5 separate regions of the Mus musculus genome follow, and regions 1, 2, 3 and 4 are each linked to region 5. A link is a contact called in public Hi-C and HiChIP or PLAC-seq data. All regions are on one chromosome and are shown on one strand. Each heading gives the region's core, a stretch centred on a gene start, on an enhancer-like site or on the middle of the called end of the contact. The rest is flanking DNA. Distances are from core to core; before and after follow the strand shown.

Region 1 (3,186 bases), core at 75-2,574, 130 kb before region 5:
CCAAATAGTTTCCTATGAACAGAGGTCATTCAAGGAAATTGGATTTCACAGAGAGAATACTAAAGCAATCACGGAAAGAGTGTAACATACAAGCCAAGTTCTCTCTACAAATACCTTTTCCTCTGACCTAGTTTTCCCATGCGCTGTCTTGTTAGGAGGGCTGTAGGTATTTCTCAAGTTACAATAGGATTAATCTTCCAAAGTTTGTTTGGAGTTGGCTGTTTGGGATGGTGGTTAGGAAAATTGATCTTGGAAAGAATGTCTGGTTCTCAGGCTAGACCATAAAACTCTTTGGCTCACTGCTGTCTGCTGCTGTAACTGATGAAGTTGGCACACTAGTGCTGCATTAGGACATGGACTTCAGAGCAGCATCTTCCCATGCATGCCTTTTTCCACTCTGAGTCACTGCGTCCTTTCTGAAGCAGTTGCATTGTCTGTCAATCACTAGGGGCCTCAGCCAGTACTGGGCAAGCATCAGGGCCTTGCCCTCCAGAAGATACAGTCTAGAGGGAGACAGAATTAATGACTCAGAACAGCTGGACCCTAGTGGACCCTAGTGATCTGTGATGGTGCCATCATTGACTGGACCAGAGCCAGGCATCTAACCTGAGCTGGGTCAGTAGCATTCCCTCTCCTGAGAATCAGAATGTCCAAGTAGGGGTAGGCGGGCAGGCAGAACCAACCCTGGAAGTGAAAACTGGGGTGGGAGGCACCATCTTCTGTGTGTCGGAGAGAAGCAGAAGAGGACATTTAAATCCCTGAGATTCTCCCCCCTTCTCACTACTGCACATCTAAAACAAAAGTCAAGTAGTTCAAAGGTTCCCTGGCCCTGCCTTTCCATTAACATTACAGGTTTACATATAAAACGCCCATACATATGTATACACACACATATATAGCAGTATATAAAGTATATATGTAGTAAGTGCACACACACATTCAGTGTTCTTTCTGCTTTTGACTTTCAGTGTCTCCCTCCTACAGGATACTCAAGCTCTTAACTCAAGCTGTTGGCCGGCTCCTGGGAATCTCTTTGGCCTACCTCACTTTCTTTTCTGTCTTTGAACCCTACACTTTAATGTCGATCCATCATTTCAAAAGAAGACACCACGCTCTGGCTTTTCTTGTGACAGCACTCACATTCTAGGCCCAGTTCCATGACAGAGATAAACAGGTACTGTGTGAGCCCAGGGCAAGAGAAAGCGTGCTGTCGGGGTGAACAGCAGGCGTTCATCCAGCCCCCTTCCCTCCAACCTCAGGCTCGGCTTGTCTGTAATACATTTCCTCTCCTAGCCTGCTCTTTATGTGCTGTCCGGGAAAAGGATCCAAGGTCAACTCTCTTGATTATTTAATTCATTCTGCTGACACACAAGCTGGCGTGCTCTCTGTAATCGTGTCTTTTGATGCCAAAACCAGGGGTAAGATGAAAGCGTGGAGGAAATATTTGGAAGCACGAGGGAGCCGGAGAAGCGAAGGGAAGGGTGGAAACAAAATGGCCTATCTTTAGTGGGACACACGCTTTGTCAGTAATTATTACTGAGATATGATTTATTTAATATACGGCTCCCTTTCATCTGATTGCAAAGTTCTGTATTTGTTGAAAACTAGGAAAATACGTGAAGTGAAAGAGGAAAAAGAGGAGGGGAGAAGAAACACAGGTAACAGGACTCAAATACCTCTGTGCTTTTCTGTTTTAGAAATCACAGACACCCATGCAGTGCATGGATTTACAACAGTCAAATCAGGCTGTATAAAAATTAAATAACATGCCATGGGTACCCCTCCCTTTATTCTGCCTCTTGTATCCAGGACCTTGTACTTGCTTGGCAAAGGCTCTGCCATTGAACCCTGCCTGGCTCTTCACGTCCCTGCTATTTTTCTTGTTTTACTATTTGAAACTTTCATAGCTGTCTACTATAAACTCTATCTGCCCCCTATTCCCTTCCTCCACACCTCTCCGTCCCTCTTCATAATGGCTCTCCTTTCTTGCTTTAGGTGCCTCTGTCATCCACTCAGTCCCATTAGAGCTGCCCATATGCATATGGCTATGGGTTATCCACGGGTACAAGGGCAATGGTCACCTCTAAAAAGGAGCGAGTCTCCCTTCCTTTGAATCCCATAGCTCCACAGCTGTGGGTGTGGCTCTGGAGCCCCACCCCCATGCTAGGATTTTTAACTGACCATCTGTAGATCCCAAACTTCCTTCATGTTTTTAACCTTCACAGAAACATGAGATGTAGTTAAGTTCTTTACTGTGAGGCAGTAGGAATCCAGCTCTCTCTGCTATAAATAATAGGACTGCTTCCATTTGCCCACTGGTCATTCAAGGCAGAGTCACTGAGTTAGTTAATGCAGTGTAACACAGTGATCGATCATATTGTCAACTTTTCTTCTAGAAAAATGGATAACAACTTGTAGTCGCAATACTATTTTATGATGACTTCAATCACAGTTACACGTTGGGAAGGTTTCCAGTGTAATGGTCTGAGGGAGTGGAGTCCTTTCTATGGTGGTTGTTTTATTACATGCGAGGTTAGGTTTCTGTCCACACCCTTAGTTCCTGGCCTGTTCACAAGCTCTGCTCACTTCTCTACTGGGTTGTTCCCTTAAAAATTTGTTTAATAACCCACTGGGTCCAGTATATTTTTTTTAATAAGCCACTGAGTCCAGTTGATGGTGCCCACATGTACATGGGCATAGAACTAGCCACTGGAGCCTGGTTACCCTAGCAAAGCTGACGACAAGGACTCTTCCCCCAGTGGAGCCACCTACACCAGCAGTGCCAAGCTGGGGTGTAGGCTGAGGTCCCCTTTCCACCTGTGCTAGGACACTGGCCGGCCTGATCACATGCAGGCAACCACAGCTGCTGGGAGTTCATGAAAAGTATCTTCAAGTCTCAGTTTGCTGAGTCCAAAAATTTAAAAACTGATTTTTAATATAAAACAAGAGAATCATATTTTTAGTCACATTAAATAATTTTCTATTCAGTTGATAATTTTAAAAAGTAATGTGTAGCCGGGTGGTGGTGGCACACGCCTTTAATTCCAGCACTTGGGAGGCAGAGGCAGGCGGATTTCTGAGTTCGAGGCCAGCCTGGTCTACAGAGTGAGTTCCAGGATATACAGGGCTACACAGAGAAACCCTGTCTTGGAAAACCAAAAAATCAAAACAAAACAAAAACAAACA
Region 2 (3,306 bases), core at 190-2,689, 230 kb before region 5:
TAAGGAACATGTCACTGTGTTAGCTCTGCCAACGTAATCTAGGGACCTGTGTAATGGCTTGGAATAATGAAGAGCCTTTTAGATGAGAAATACTTCCTTGATTACTTTTTCTAGCCTCTATTTGAGATAGGCGATAAAAAAACTGAAAAGCCTTTGCTTCCTTGCACATACAAAGAGCTTAGGACAAGCCTATAAGGCTTTTATCACTCTTTCCAGCCACCAGAACAGTTTTAATTTGCCACGTATTGCTCTGGTCTATGACTAGGCAAGTGTTGGTTATTAAAAAAAAAAAAAGCCAACCAAACAAACAAACAAAAAAATCTCACTCTATCATAAAGGAACTTAACAGTTTAGTGGGGAGAGGAAAAAAACCACCTTTAATACAGAAGTCTGTTATAGCCGGGCGTGGTGGCGCACGCCTTTAATCCCAGCACTCGGGAGGCAGAGGCAGGCGGATTTCTGAGTTCGAGGCCAGCCTGGTCTACAGAGTGAGTTCCAGGACAGCCAGGGCTACACAGAGAAACCCTGTCTCAAAACAAACAAACAAACAAAAAACAAAACAAAAAACAAAAAACCAAAGAAGTCTGTTATTGTATGAGACAGATCAAAGGATGAGATGTTAAAACCATCTTGGGGAGACCTAAAGATGTCACACTTAAAAGTGGCAAGGATGTGATGTGGGACTCTGTAGAATAACCCTGGCGTGCAGTTTTGAATGCTGGAGCAGTAGGAAGGGGATTCTGGCTGAGAGTGCTTCTGTGGGCCCTACTCATTCATTTCCGTTAGAGCTATCAAGTGCGGGCTGATAACCAGCTACTTTTGCTCCAAGGTATTATTTAAACCTTCTGAAAGGGAACGCCCCGCTAACTCCTCTTTTCTCAACGGAGAGTTCATTCGCGACAAGAGCGATCCCGAGTACAACGTGCCCACAGCTTCCCTGAGCGCAGGCGCAGTGCTGGGACTACTGACTAGTGGTACCTTAGGCAGAGAACAGTGAGGAAGGCAGGGAGTGGGGCGCTGAGCACCTTGCCTACAGCTCAGGTCGTCACCGGAATGGCTGCCCGAGGGCGTCCTGCAGGCTCCCGCACCTCTGCGCCAGCAGCGCAGTTCCGGCCACCGTGGCTCTGCACACTGACACGTCTGTCCCAGGCTCTCCCTCCTGCCCTACAGCTTTTCTCTCTGTCTCCCTCCTTCCCGTTCCCCTTGAAACACACAAACTGCTGTGTAAACATTCCCTTCCTCCTCCTCCTCCGAGGCTCGGCTCGCCCTCAGCGGGCGGCTCCAGGAACCTAAAGCGGATGCTGGTCGAGCCCCTGCCACGTCGCTACCCGCAGCTCTGCGTCTGCGCGCTGGGCGGGCGATGCCTGCGCGTGAGCGGCGCGGGCGCGGCCCAATGGGAGAGCCGCGGCGGCGCGCGTGGCCGGGGGGGGCGGGGCGGCAGTTGAGAGCGAAGCGAGCGCTGAGTCGGACTGTCGGGTCTGAGCTGTCGCATCCCAGAGTCCTCTCATTGCCACCACCCCGGCCCGAGCTCACCCTCGCTTCTGAAGCTCTCCGCGCGCCCGACAGCTCAGCCCTCGCCCGTGACCAACATCATGTGCGGTAAGGGCAGCGATGGGGGTGTGTGGTGGCCGCAGGGCCCGCGCAGTGAAGCCAGAGGTGGACAGCGCGTGTCAACAGAGCGGCCTTGGGGCTGGGGTCCTGAAGAGAAGGGGGGCTTGTGGAGCGGGCATCCCGAGGAGATTGAGGGTCCTGAGGGGAGCCGGGATCTGGAAGGAGAAGGGTCTCTGGGGAGAAAGGCTGCTGTCCGTGAGGCAGGGACTCTAAGATGGGGATTCCGGTGTTGAAGGGGCGGCCGGAGCTAGTGTGCTTAAGAGGGACCGGCAGAGGAGATTGTGGGGGCCCTAGGAGTCAGAGGCTACTTAAAGGGGCTAGAGGATTGGGGGTGGGGTGGGCCAGGGAGGGTATCAGAGCGTTCAAGGGGCACCTTTGCATAGAGCTCAGAGGATAGATGAATACCTACCTTAGAAGAGCTGTGAGGCTCAAAGTGAGACCAAGTATGGAGGGATGCCTAGGGGAAGGTCCACCAGGTGAGTGAGGCGACCTGTGAACATGCTGTGTGGTACTGGGGGTTAAACTCATAAAGGCAGCTTGTCAAGTGAGTGAGTACTCTTTCCCTTAGCCACACCCCCCAAATCCCCTTTTTCTGTCTCTTTGTAACTGGGTCCCACTTGGTAGCCCAGGTTGGCCTGTAATTCACATTGCCCTGTCTCAGCCTTCCAAGTGTTGTGATTATAAGTATGAATGACCACTCCTGGCTGGTAGCATTTCTTGAATTTACTTATCTTGCAGTCTTAAAAATACTTAATTCTAGTCACTTTATTTTAGGCAGGCCTGCGAGAACTCAAGCCAACGCACTGACAGTGATACCCCACATGACTTCTGCCACTCTTAAGTCTCTCAACAGGAACCATTACTAAATCAATAACTTGATGAAATGGGCTCAGAGCTGATCTTGTTGGAAGAGAGAGTAGTAGTCCTGGCTAAAGATCCCACATCATGCATGTACACCTGTTTAACATATGTCTTTACTACAACCATTAAAAAAAACAGGCTCTTTTATTCCATATTTTAAGGCTTCTTATTTAGCTGGGCGGTGGTGGTACAACGCCTTTAATCCTAGCCCTCAGGAGACAGAGGCAGGTGGAAATCAGTGATTTTGAGTACAACCTGGTTCCAAGACAGCTGGAGCACAGTTACACAGAGAAACTCTGTCTTACCCCTCACCCCCGCCCCCCATTATCAAAAAGTGTTACTAAAAGATACCATGAGAATTATATATGATACCACTAATAATATTGTAAAATGGGAATGAGCCATTAGTAGTATTTAAAAAGTTATATTTTTACCTTTCCTTTTAAAACCGACAATGACCACTAGACTAAAGAGCGTTTGTTTCTTAGAAATAGTGTCCCACGCTGTCTCTCAAGCAGGTCTAGATCCCAGTTCTCCTTCAGCCTCGTGAGTGCTGAGATTCTAGGCATGAGCCACTGTGCCTGGTTCCCAAGAAAGAACACATTTTAGAAAGAGGTATTGTAAGACTTGTAGCTGTGTGAGAAACATTCTTTGTAGTCTTTCACTTGTAAGAACTCGGGAAGGGGTAGGTTGTCCTCAGTGTGTGTTTTCCTGTGTTTAATCGTTTCGCCTTCTGAAAATGAAGAGCAGGCTTAAGCTTAGAGATTCTAGATTTTAGAATTCTAAACATCATGGAATTACTGGATTAGAGTTGACTTCATAATTAATTATACT
Region 3 (3,395 bases), core at 1-2,500, 210 kb before region 5:
AGGTGACAGTCACACACTAGGTTCTTGCTGTGGTTATCAGACCTTGGGCACTTTGCCTGCCTGTCTGTATAATATGTGTACCACATTTGTGCTTGATTCTCTTGGAGATTAGAAGAGGAACTGGAACAGGAGTTTGATATAGTTGGGAGCCATCATGTGTGCTCTGGAAACAGAACCCAAATTCTCTGCAAGAACAGCAAGTGCTCTTAACCATTGAGCCATCTTTCCAGCCCCTAGGTTTCTGTCATAAGTAGCAAAACACGAACTTCTGCAGAGGTCTTTCATGTTTGCACTTTGCTCCATGTTGAAAGCAGAAGTCAGAGAGCAGCTCTGGTCTCTAGAGCACACACCACAGCAGCTTACAGATACCGCATGACTAGACTCTAGTCTCCAACTCATGTCACAGGAGTAGACCATAGCAGAGTTTCTGATGTAGTCTTGCCCTTAATAATTTAATCATATGAATATATAATTAACAATTTAAATAAATGTAAAATATGATCCAAGCACTAGAAAGTGTTTAAAGTTTAGTATTGAATTTAGGAAAGGGATGTTGGGATGAGGGGAAGCCTCGCGATGTAAGAAGGTGTAGGCTTGGAAGATGTAAGTAAGTGGAGGTCAGATGGGAACACTGGGCTGCCTGGAAGAGCATTAGCTGAGGGCATTGGTGTGAAAGCCATGAGGAGGCTTATGCTCTGTTATGCTTATGCTCAGTAGTTTAGGGTATGTCTCAGGTCTAGGATTTGAAGAATTATAAAAGTCAGTTTAGGAAAGTTGGGGAGAGGAACTGTCCTGAGGAGGTGGATGGTGGGCTCAGGGGGCACCTCTGTTATGGAAGCTGATTAGCTTTTAAAGTCTGGGTGCTATCTGGTCTGTAGGTGCCAGGGAAGGGAAAGCCTGGGTTATATATAGCAGTACGATGTCGATCTGTCTGAGCACAGTGAAAAGAGGAAGAATGGGGAGACAGGAGCAATAGGAGTGGGACCGTGAGGACCACATAGATCTGTGAGGGAGGAGACCCAGGGCCAGAGCACAGTGCTCAAAGGATTCGTGGAACTTAAGTCAGGAAAAAGACCTGTTTGCTAAGCGAAGAGAATGAGGCCGACTTTGAGAACTTCATGGTATGCCTTTATTCCTGTGGTTACTGTGTTGTCTTAATCCCTCTGTGCCACATCCTGGGGAACAAAACTAGGACCCTGCATGTGCTATGTGTGTCGTCTCCTTCTGAGTCATACACCAGCGCTGAGACAGCTACTGTGTTTAAAACTCTTACGTGTATTACGTGCATATGAGTTGTCTAATGTAAACAGGATAGGAGTTCTCGGGGACGTCAGAACTGTCAGCTGAATGTTTGCCAAAGGTCACATTGCCAGTCACTCATGGGTGTGTTCCTTCAGTGACGCTCCTGAGGAACCCCACCTCCTAAGCAGTCTTTCTATTTATTTCTTAGTTATGGCTGTGTTGTCAGAGTTAGACTAAAGCATTATCCAGATTATGACATGCTTGGCAGGCTGAGGCAGGAGCAGCAAGAGGCCTGCCTGGGTCTCACACATTGTACATAAGTCATTTCAGACCTTGGGGGACTCCTAGAATTAGCCTAAAAGCCATCAGGGAATTTGCTTGACTAAGTTTAGGAAACATGTCTTAACATGCCTGTTCTTGATCTCCATCTGCAATACTACCTTCTCTGGTAGACTGTCTGCTCTTTTGGGAGGAGGGGTAGGGTGTTATATAGTCCCAAATGGCCTGGAACTCACTTTTGAAGACCAGGCCAGCCTTAGACTCACATATCTCCAGCTGCCTCTTGATTTAAAGGTGCGCCCTCCTCATGTAATTTGTCTGTTTTATATGGAGTATGACTCACCCCAGCCTCCAGGCGTTGTTTTTTTGTTTTTTGTTTTTTTTTCTGTCTTATAGCCATCCATTTGGTTTTGTATGGCTGAGTTTCTGAAGTATATGGCAAGCCAAAGGAAAAGAATCAGTAGAAAATGATGGATAGACAGACAGAACAAAATATCAAAATGTCTAGCAGAAATTGACTGGGAAGGCTTCTGTAACCCAGTCAGTTGGAGTTTAGTCAGGGTAAAATGGTCCCTCAAGTAAGGGGAGGCTTCGGAGTATCAAGAGTGGGCATTGTCAAATTGGGTAGAGCAGAAACAGACCTGGGATGGTGAGGTGGTTCTAACTTTTCAGCTTTTCCTTCCCTCTGCACACACTTGTTTGTTATGGGGAAACAGTAGTAACATCTGTTAGAAATAGTTTTTCCTTGGAGCTGTTCCCATGGCTTTCCTTAGGCTGTTTTTTTCTCGTGCCTATCACAGTGTTTAGAAGGCTATTCTGTCTTCAGATTGGAGAGAACAAACATTCTTGGGCCTGAAATGGTGGGGGGTGGGGGGGTGGGAAAAACCCCATTTCCAGAGGCAGTTTCTCAGTGGATTCAAACAGCACACAGTATTTTACCAATAGAACACACATCATACTTCCTAAAGTGTAGCGCACACCAAGACCTGTGCAAACACTGTACTCTTACACTGTGTTTTGATTAAGAGCAGGCACAGAAGTTAACCTGGAAATGCTCACAGGGGACCTGGAAAACATGAATAGTGTGGTTTATAGTCCAAGTCATTTGGGAAACCAGCAGCAAGTTTTGTTGTTGCTTTGTTTGGTTTCTACTTTGGTGGTGTCTGGGGACTGGGAGGCTAATACATGTGAGCAAGTGTGTCTGTGTGAATGTGGAGGTCAGAGGTCACTGTCGCATGCCTTTCTCAGTACCTTTCACCTTATCTCCTGAACCTGGGGCTTACTGACTGGCTGCACTGGCTGGTCATTGGGCTCCACCTTCCTAATGTTGGGACTTGCCGGTCTCCATCTTCGTAATGCTGGGATTACAGGCACCTGTCATTGTGCCCAACGTTTTATGTGAGTGCTAGAGATCCAAATTAGGTCTTCACACTTGCTGAGAGAATATTGTTGTCACCATCACCATCTTCAGAGATGATCCAATGGATTTCAGTAGGTGGGCAGAGGAGAGATGTCCCAGCAGTCCAAGTGAGGCCAACATTGGAACTGAACTGTTAAGTCAGTAGCCATGGCAAAGACTGAGAGAAAAGAGGGCTTGCATACAAACAGGACTGCAGGATTCTATGCACATCAGTACCACATTAAAAAAAACCTCTCTGGACTGAGGGGTGGCTTGAGGGACCAAAATGCATCACTGTTGCATTAAGGAATGGGAACAGGAACTTCCTCTTGGAGTAGTTTGACCAAGAACCTCAAGTTTGAGTTCTGCTTCTCCATTGTGGCTAGTGGCCTCTTGGCAGCATGTCTGTCCTATAGGACTGATCTGTCTGTCCCTGTTCCTTCTCTGTTGTGTCTGATCTCTCTGTTTGTTGTGT
Region 4 (3,416 bases), core at 233-2,732, 150 kb before region 5:
TGGTTTGTAATTCAAGTTAGGTTGTTCGTAATGAACAACAAAGGGAAAGAGATGGGCAGCACACGCACAGGGGACCTCGCTGATGCAGGGGAGTTCCAGAGCTAGGAGTCTTTCGGAACATTCCGAAATTGAGGCAAGGGGGAGGTCTTTGCGCCACTCTACCCGGCTAGGCTGTGGTTTTGTCCGACTTACTGGAAGGGAGTGTAACTAAGGAGCTCTCTGTGGCAGGAACTCAGCCAGGAGCCATTCATTAGTGGTGATAGTCCCAGCAGCTTGGGCACAAGGTTCTAGCCTTGTAGAGGGGTTCGGAGCAGAGAGCAGCCTTTGGTGTCATGCTGTCAGAGCGGAGTATTCTATCCTGCTGGTTCTAATTTGTCTCATTTCCTGGGAACTTACATGAGCTGTAACTAACTGGTGAACTGCATTAAGCTGTTGTTACTGTAGCTGATACTGAGGCTTGAGGTGGATCCTGGTCACCTCCATCTTCTGCTAGCTTCTCACTTTCAGCCAGCATCCCTGACTTGTCTGGATAGCAGTCAGATGGACCAATCAGATCCTTATCCCTGTAGGGTCTGAGGTTGGGTGGCCTTTCTTGTCCATTTGTTATAAACCTGGAGCTCCGAGGAACTGGGATGGGTCCCATGAGGCCCCCGTGTTGAACCTGCTCCACTGTTTCCTGGTACTTGGTAGCAGTACCCCACAGGCGCTCCAGTGTTTGGACTTAGGATTTACCACAGCCTTTTCAGCGTCTCAGGCTTTTCTCCCTGACCCCAGAGCTCTACTTTTGGGTTCCCTGCCTCTGAAACTCCACTGTGTCTGTCATACTATGATGTCTTCAGACTGATGGATTTTTTTGGTCACCATAGATAGTCATGTAAGCAGAGACCTTAAGCCCCTGACCTATCTGCATCTATAGAGATATCTCTATAGATGCAGATATGCATGCACGTGGACTCTGTCCTTCTGGAGAATTCTAGGATGCAGGGCTGAGGGTTGGGGGAGGGGAAGAGGGTTTAATAGGTGAATCATTTAGGTGCTTAGGACAATGCCTCGATTCCATCTGCCACTATGTGGCTCCTGGCGGATGCATATACACAACAGAGCATTGGTGTTCCACAGAACTGTAGAAAGCGGGGCAGACTCTGTGGACATTAGTATCTGGTAAGGCATCAAAAGCAAGTTCAGGATAATAGACACACCAGGCTCATGGGGCTGTTAACAGCAGGGCCAGTTGAGGCGAGGTCAGGCGCCGCTCTCTCTGTTTTCTTAATCTTCTGTATATCAGCAAATGTTCAGAATTAAGTTTAGTTAATTAAAAGAGAAACAGAGAGCAAGTGAGCATTAATGTCCACAAGCAGTCACATGACTGAACTTAACAGCAGCCGAAGAGAGGGTCCTTTCTGGCAGGTGTGCACATGTACATGCTCGTACAGCAGCTGGACTCCTGACTGAGGCAGACATGCTGCGTGCTCCACCCGTTATGGGATAGCAGAGATCCGGTCCCGTGACAGGATGCTAAGTAAACAAATGAGGTAAAAATAGAGCTGGCTCTTCTAATGAAGGCCAGGGCTGGCATTCCCTGCTGCTGTCCTACTCTGCATTCCTTGCATTTGTTTTTATTTTTCTTTCCAAGTGAAAAGCAGAAAGGGACTTTGACCCAGTTGACATGGAGTGTATGTATGTACACATTGAGAAGTGACCCAGAGAGGACAGAGTGAATGAGCTGTCAGAAGGAGCCATCCAATACCACCTAGGGAGAGCCCACACTGGGGAATACTTGAATATTTGCTTGAAGGGCATGGGGAAGTGGAACTGAGATCTTAATTACTGGTGTGTGCTCTCCCCCTCTCCTCTCCCCACACCGCTCTCCCCTCCCCCTTGCTTCCCCACTCTCTGTGCATCCACAGTTGTGTATCTGTGTGTAGAGAGCGCAGGTTATAGGTGTCTTCCCTGGTCACTCTCCACCTTATTTTAAAAATTACACTATTACTTACAGGTGTGTGGGTGTGCACAGCACAGCCTCTGCGCAAAAGCTGGAGGACAACCGCTTTCTTTCAGGAGTCATTTTGTTTCCTCCACTCTGTGAGTCCCAGGGATCGAACTCAGACTGTCTGGGTTGGTGGCAAGTGCCTTCACACTGAGCAACATCACTGGCTCACCCATGTTATCTTTGAGACAACGTCTCTTATTGATCCCACATTCATCAGTTCAGCTAACCAGGCTGGCTGTGACCTTTGACCTCCACTTCTCCAGATCCTGGATTAAATCCTGGGTCCAGATTTTATGTGGGGGCTGGGAATTCTAACTCAAGGCTCCATGCTTACATGAGAAGTACTTTCTGGCTGCTTGTTTGCTTTTATGTTTGTTTTTTCTTGAGACAGAGTCTCACTATGTTGCCCTGGCTAGCCAGAACCAGGAACTTGCAGAGATTCCCCTGCCTCTGCTGAGACCAAAAGCAAATGCCACCATACCTGGTGACCTAAGTTCCTCAAAGGAAATCCTATCCAAGACGTAGTTTTCATATCTATTGCTAGTTTTCTTGAATGCTTGGGAATGAGATTCCTTGGAAACGAGGTTCCTTGTTTACATTTATCTGCACAACCGACATTGGTTGGCTGGTAACTCTGTGACCCGCAGTGCGTGTATGGATTATTGGTGACTGGGATGCACTGATGGTCTACAACTGAGGGACACAGAGCAGCAGCAGGACCCTGCCTCCTCTGAAATCCCATTTTCAGCCACAAACAGGGCAATTCTTCTTTCCCCTTTCTTGCTCAGCCTGCCTGTTTGGCAAGATGGTGAGACCCTGCATCAACAGGCTGGTTGGCCAATGGACACAGTTATTGTTAATGAGAAGAAAACTTCTTTTGCAGTAGAGTGAAAACATCTGGAATTCCCCATACAACAGAGATGGTGGTCCACTTTATCTCTAATCCCCATGTGATCATAGCACGGACCCAGATGGAAACAGCCCTAGTCATGGCTGAGAATAGCTCCTTGTACCAATGCATGTCTGGAGGGAAGAAGACAATCTAGGGGTCAGGATTAGGAAGAATTGTTTGAAGTGAGAAAGAAATCTTGCTGGAGAGATAACTGTGGCTTGTACCATTCCTCTGCAAGGAAATTTCTCCATTGGATGCCTGGAATCCATAGACTTTGCAGTCACTGGGAACCTGGGAATGGAACCCAGTGGAGCCCAGGCAGAAGCCAGTCTCCAGACAATGGATCCTGGAATGGTTTTGTTTTTGGAACACTCAGGATTTGCCTAAAATCCTACATGATAGCATGGCTGGAAAGATAAGACATCATTGACTTCAGTTTTCCTTTCTTTCTTTCTTTCTTTCTTTCTTTCTTTCTTTCTTTCTTTCTTCTCTTTCTTTCTTCTCTCTCTCTCTCTCTCTCTCTCTCTCTCTCTC
Region 5 (3,079 bases), core at 90-2,589:
CTGCCACTGAGTCCAGGTGACCAGAGCAGGGAAGAAACCTGTGCCTACCCACAACTCAGATCGGCTGCTATCCATCCGTCATGGGCACACTAGGAAAGTACACTTGTTTTTAATAGGCTGTTACTTTCAGGTTATAAAGATTTCATGGGTAAAGACTGGCTCTATTCTTACCCTCTTTTGTATTCTCAAAGACTAACCTGGCACATAGTAGGCACTAAACATTTGTTAGATTTTAAAAAAGAAAGGATCCAAGGAATACTTTCTGTGTGCCCTTAATCCAGCCACCTATTCATGGGCTCTCTTTTCCATATTTGTATAATCCCTGGACCTTCTAACTACAAGGCCAACTAACCTGGGCCATGAAACTGGCTCATTAATGTTTCCTAGAACATCTTATGAGCTCCAATGATTTAGTCTGTAATTTTTAAACTAAATATCAACAAAGCCAGACACCCTTCCTAATTAAATTCTACTGCACACTATAGACCAATGATCGCACATCTGTCAGCAGCAGAAAAGGGCCACGGTCCATGTCAGACCTGAATATTTTACATGCATCTTCCTGGGACTCAGTGATTTTATGTGCTCTGATACAATCTACCAAATAAGCAAGCATAAGCTTAAGACATGTGGAAGTTTGGAGCCATATCTCCAGCCTGGATGTCATTCTTTGTAACAAGGACACTCTGCTTTCCCACTGAATCATGTTCCCACCATGTTTTCAGCGGGGGAGCTCAGATGGCTGTGGCCACTGGATCCCAGTGTGCTCAGCAGGCAGAACCTGTTCGACTGCCCCCTCCCCCCATTGAAGCACCCCACTAGTACAACAAGCTTACTTCTCAGAAAGCATTTTCCTATGAAATCGTGGCTGCTCTTTCCTAGAGAGAGGAGAGAGCTGTGGAGGCCAGGATGGGAGCTGTGACTTGCTGAGGCAGCTCCTGCAGCCTCTGCGGCTTTGGACATCTGTATGACCTGGGGCTTTTGAAAGCAGAATGAGAACAATACCAGGAGAGATGCCTGGTCCCAAAGTCCGCAAAGCCTCAGTGTCATTAATGATGGCAGAGGCAAGTGATCTCTTAGAGAAGACTCTCTGCTCTACTCCAGTAACTACAGTTTGATTCTATTTTTATTTAGTCTTCCAGCCTGCCAGTATGAACAGAGCTGAGAATGTCATCTCTTGTCTTTTATAGCTGCAAGATTGGAAGAGAGGGTAGGGGATCGAGAATACTCTCTGCTCAGCCACAAAATGCCCATCTGTTGTTCAGTGTGGGTCTTCCATGGGTCATGAATGCTGCACAGTCAACTGGGCAGCTTTGTAATGGGTAAATATGTAAGACACGGTGCCAGAAACAGGACAGATGGGCAGCCTCTGGGGTTGCACAACTTAGCATCTGTGGAGGGAGAGAGCTGGCTATGGTAAGGAAGACATCCAAGAGAGGTTCCCAGAATGGCTGCCACTGGAGTTCTGGGAGGGGAGAGCTCATGCTACAAGGGGCGGTAGGAGCTGGATGGGGCCCCAGAAGGGAAGCCATTCTGAAGATGAGCAATGAGCTGGCTTAAGGAAAGGGCTACTGTTGCCGAGACGCTCGCTCACTCGCATGCTGGAAGGAGGTTTTGGCTCCGTTAAAGCGGGGCTGTGAGGTGGGCTCTGACTGAGAGAAACCTTCAGCAGTTCCCATATGGAGGCTTGCAAGAGTGGGTAAGAGTCAAGCCTGGAAGTCAGACACTGCTCTTTGTCTGAGTGTGCTAGGGTCCAGGCTAGATTTGGGAGTTACACCTCTTCTGCCTTCTTACAAACAGAAGGGAGAAACCAACACAGGAAAAAAAATCAATTCAAATGTATTCGTGGGGCAGATAGGTCCCCAGTTTGCTGATCCTACAGATTTCCTAAAAGAGGTCCTGCCAGTGTTTGCTCAACACTCATGTCTTGTTGATCAAACACACAGAGGCTGTGTGTGCTGACTCATGCTCCAATTAACAGGAAGCCAGGCCTCCTCTTAAGCATCTACTGGAGAAGGCGAACCCTTTGTGGAGCAGATGGCAGGGAGCCAATAGCTGGCCTCCCCTTCCCATAACCTGCTTCGGCTTCCAGACACTGCCCTCAACTGCAGTAAGTAGGGACAGCTGGGGACAAGGGTCAAGAATCAAAGCTGCCAACCTATTTCAGTTCTCTGGCTTTAGCTTTCATGGGTTTTCTGGCCCCACTGCCCCGAGCACTTTGCAAAAGGCAAAGCAGGCCCAGGAGCATGGTGGGATCATTGTGTGGAGGTTTCACTGGAGAGTTGGTGGTAAATTCTAGCGGTGGTCAGAGGAAATTCCCAATGAACCACAACGAGAGAAGGCATAAGAGTGGGCACTTTCTTTAAAATGTTTTCCCATATTCTGCAGTAACAGGTGGGGATGCTGCAAGGGTCCTGAGAGGGTGGGCGAGCCCGGCCTAGGTGTGAGTGAGGCTTTCTTTTCTGCCTGCCTGGCCTCCTCTGCCATTCAGGATGTGAGGGTTGTTTTATCATCTTGAGACTTTTAAACACATGGAAAAGAAGCAATAGCTTACTTACATCTTCAGCCACACTATCCGACTATGCCTGACCTTGGCACAGAGCCTTGGCTGGCTAAAACTCGGATGGAAGAAATAATAGCTTAGGAGGAATGTCTGCCCAAAGGACCATGAAGTCTGAGTCTAATTGACAAATTGTCCCCTTGTCATGAGCCACTGAACACCAGCTATCCTGTGGAAACGCTTCTGACCGAGTGGTAAGAGGCAAAGGACTCCCCACCCAGCCAGTGCACCAAGCATTGGATCCAAGCATTGGATTCTGTCGCCTTTGCTGTAACCATGTGAACTGCGTAGAGACTTCTGAATTTGGACCTCAGAGTCTCCCTCTGTTTCAGGCTTACACTGCTCAGCAGAGCTCTGGGATCAGTCTCCTGAGCAGACACGACAGCATCGCCTGAATCTCACTTGCTGCCCTGTATGGTCCTGGCCAGTTTTCCAAACCTTTCCAACCACACAACGTCTAATTTATCGAATGGTTCTGGTGAGGGTTTGATGGCATGCTCAGCCCAGTGACTGCACAGA

Evidence for each region. A called contact is a pair of places that touch in the nucleus more often than the background predicts. HiChIP or PLAC-seq counts read pairs in DNA pulled down with a chosen protein or histone mark.
Region 1: a Hi-C map of uterus shows a contact between it and region 5, with 1.6 times the contacts expected there. The contact joins two enhancer-like sites. A contact is called at or near these places in 4 of 484 Hi-C or Micro-C datasets (the HPC-7 cell line, bone marrow-derived macrophages and uterus), 4 of 115 datasets of contacts at active chromatin or transcription factors (T-cell acute lymphoblastic leukemia, embryonic stem cells and pancreatic cancer cells) and 2 of 9 other capture datasets (adipose tissue and pancreatic islet).
Region 2: a contact with region 5 is called in a FOXA1 HiChIP or PLAC-seq map of pancreatic cancer cells. The contact joins the promoter of Gfpt1 here to the enhancer-like site in region 5. A contact is called at or near these places in 3 of 39 promoter capture datasets (the C10 cell line, embryonic stem cells and pre-B cells) and 2 of 115 datasets of contacts at active chromatin or transcription factors (embryonic stem cells and pancreatic cancer cells).
Region 3: an HNF4G HiChIP or PLAC-seq map of pancreatic cancer cells shows a contact between it and region 5. The contact joins two enhancer-like sites. A contact is called at or near these places in 1 of 115 datasets of contacts at active chromatin or transcription factors (pancreatic cancer cells) and 3 of 9 other capture datasets (adipose tissue, liver and pancreatic islet).
Region 4: a contact with region 5 is called in an HNF4G HiChIP or PLAC-seq map of pancreatic cancer cells. The contact joins two enhancer-like sites. A contact is called at or near these places in 11 of 484 Hi-C or Micro-C datasets (DN2 thymocytes, the G1E-ER4 cell line, Th2 cells and 6 more), 9 of 115 datasets of contacts at active chromatin or transcription factors (a beta-TC-6 cell line, effector CD8 T cells, embryonic stem cells and 4 more) and 3 of 9 other capture datasets (adipose tissue, embryonic stem cells and liver).

The regions. Positions count from the first base shown.
Region 1 is chr6:87,142,512-87,145,697 of GRCm38.p6, forward strand. All of the region lies in intron 17 of Antxr1 (anthrax toxin receptor 1), which reads right to left. Among named protein-coding and RNA genes, the nearest start is that of D6Ertd527e, 39 kb to the left of the region's middle. Within about 2 kb of position 1,325, at least 18 of the 459 cell types and tissues checked have an H3K27ac peak or open chromatin away from gene starts, as enhancers often do. A contact at or near this core is called in uterus, where this site is marked.
Region 2 is chr6:87,041,407-87,044,712 of GRCm38.p6, forward strand. It overlaps Gfpt1 (glutamine fructose-6-phosphate transaminase 1), which reads left to right and starts at 1,440. Exons shown (of 19, transcript NM_013528.3): 1 at 1,440-1,599. The coding sequence starts at 1,593.
Region 3 is chr6:87,068,086-87,071,480 of GRCm38.p6, forward strand. The region is part of intron 11 of Gfpt1 (glutamine fructose-6-phosphate transaminase 1); the gene reads left to right. Among named protein-coding and RNA genes, the nearest start is that of Gfpt1, 27 kb to the left of the region's middle. Within about 2 kb of position 1,251, at least 93 of the 459 cell types and tissues checked have an H3K27ac peak or open chromatin away from gene starts, as enhancers often do. A contact at or near this core is called in pancreatic cancer cells and pancreatic islet, where this site is marked.
Region 4 is chr6:87,125,754-87,129,169 of GRCm38.p6, forward strand. No RefSeq gene overlaps it. Among named protein-coding and RNA genes, the nearest start is that of D6Ertd527e, 23 kb to the left of the region's middle. Within about 2 kb of position 1,483, at least 35 of the 459 cell types and tissues checked have an H3K27ac peak or open chromatin away from gene starts, as enhancers often do. A contact at or near this core is called in liver and pancreatic cancer cells, where this site is marked.
Region 5 is chr6:87,275,717-87,278,795 of GRCm38.p6, forward strand. The region is part of intron 8 of Antxr1 (anthrax toxin receptor 1); the gene reads right to left. Among named protein-coding and RNA genes, the nearest start is that of Gm34170, 5.5 kb to the right of the region's middle. Within about 2 kb of position 1,340, at least 107 of the 459 cell types and tissues checked have an H3K27ac peak or open chromatin away from gene starts, as enhancers often do. A contact at or near this core is called in liver, pancreatic cancer cells, pancreatic islet and 1 more, where this site is marked.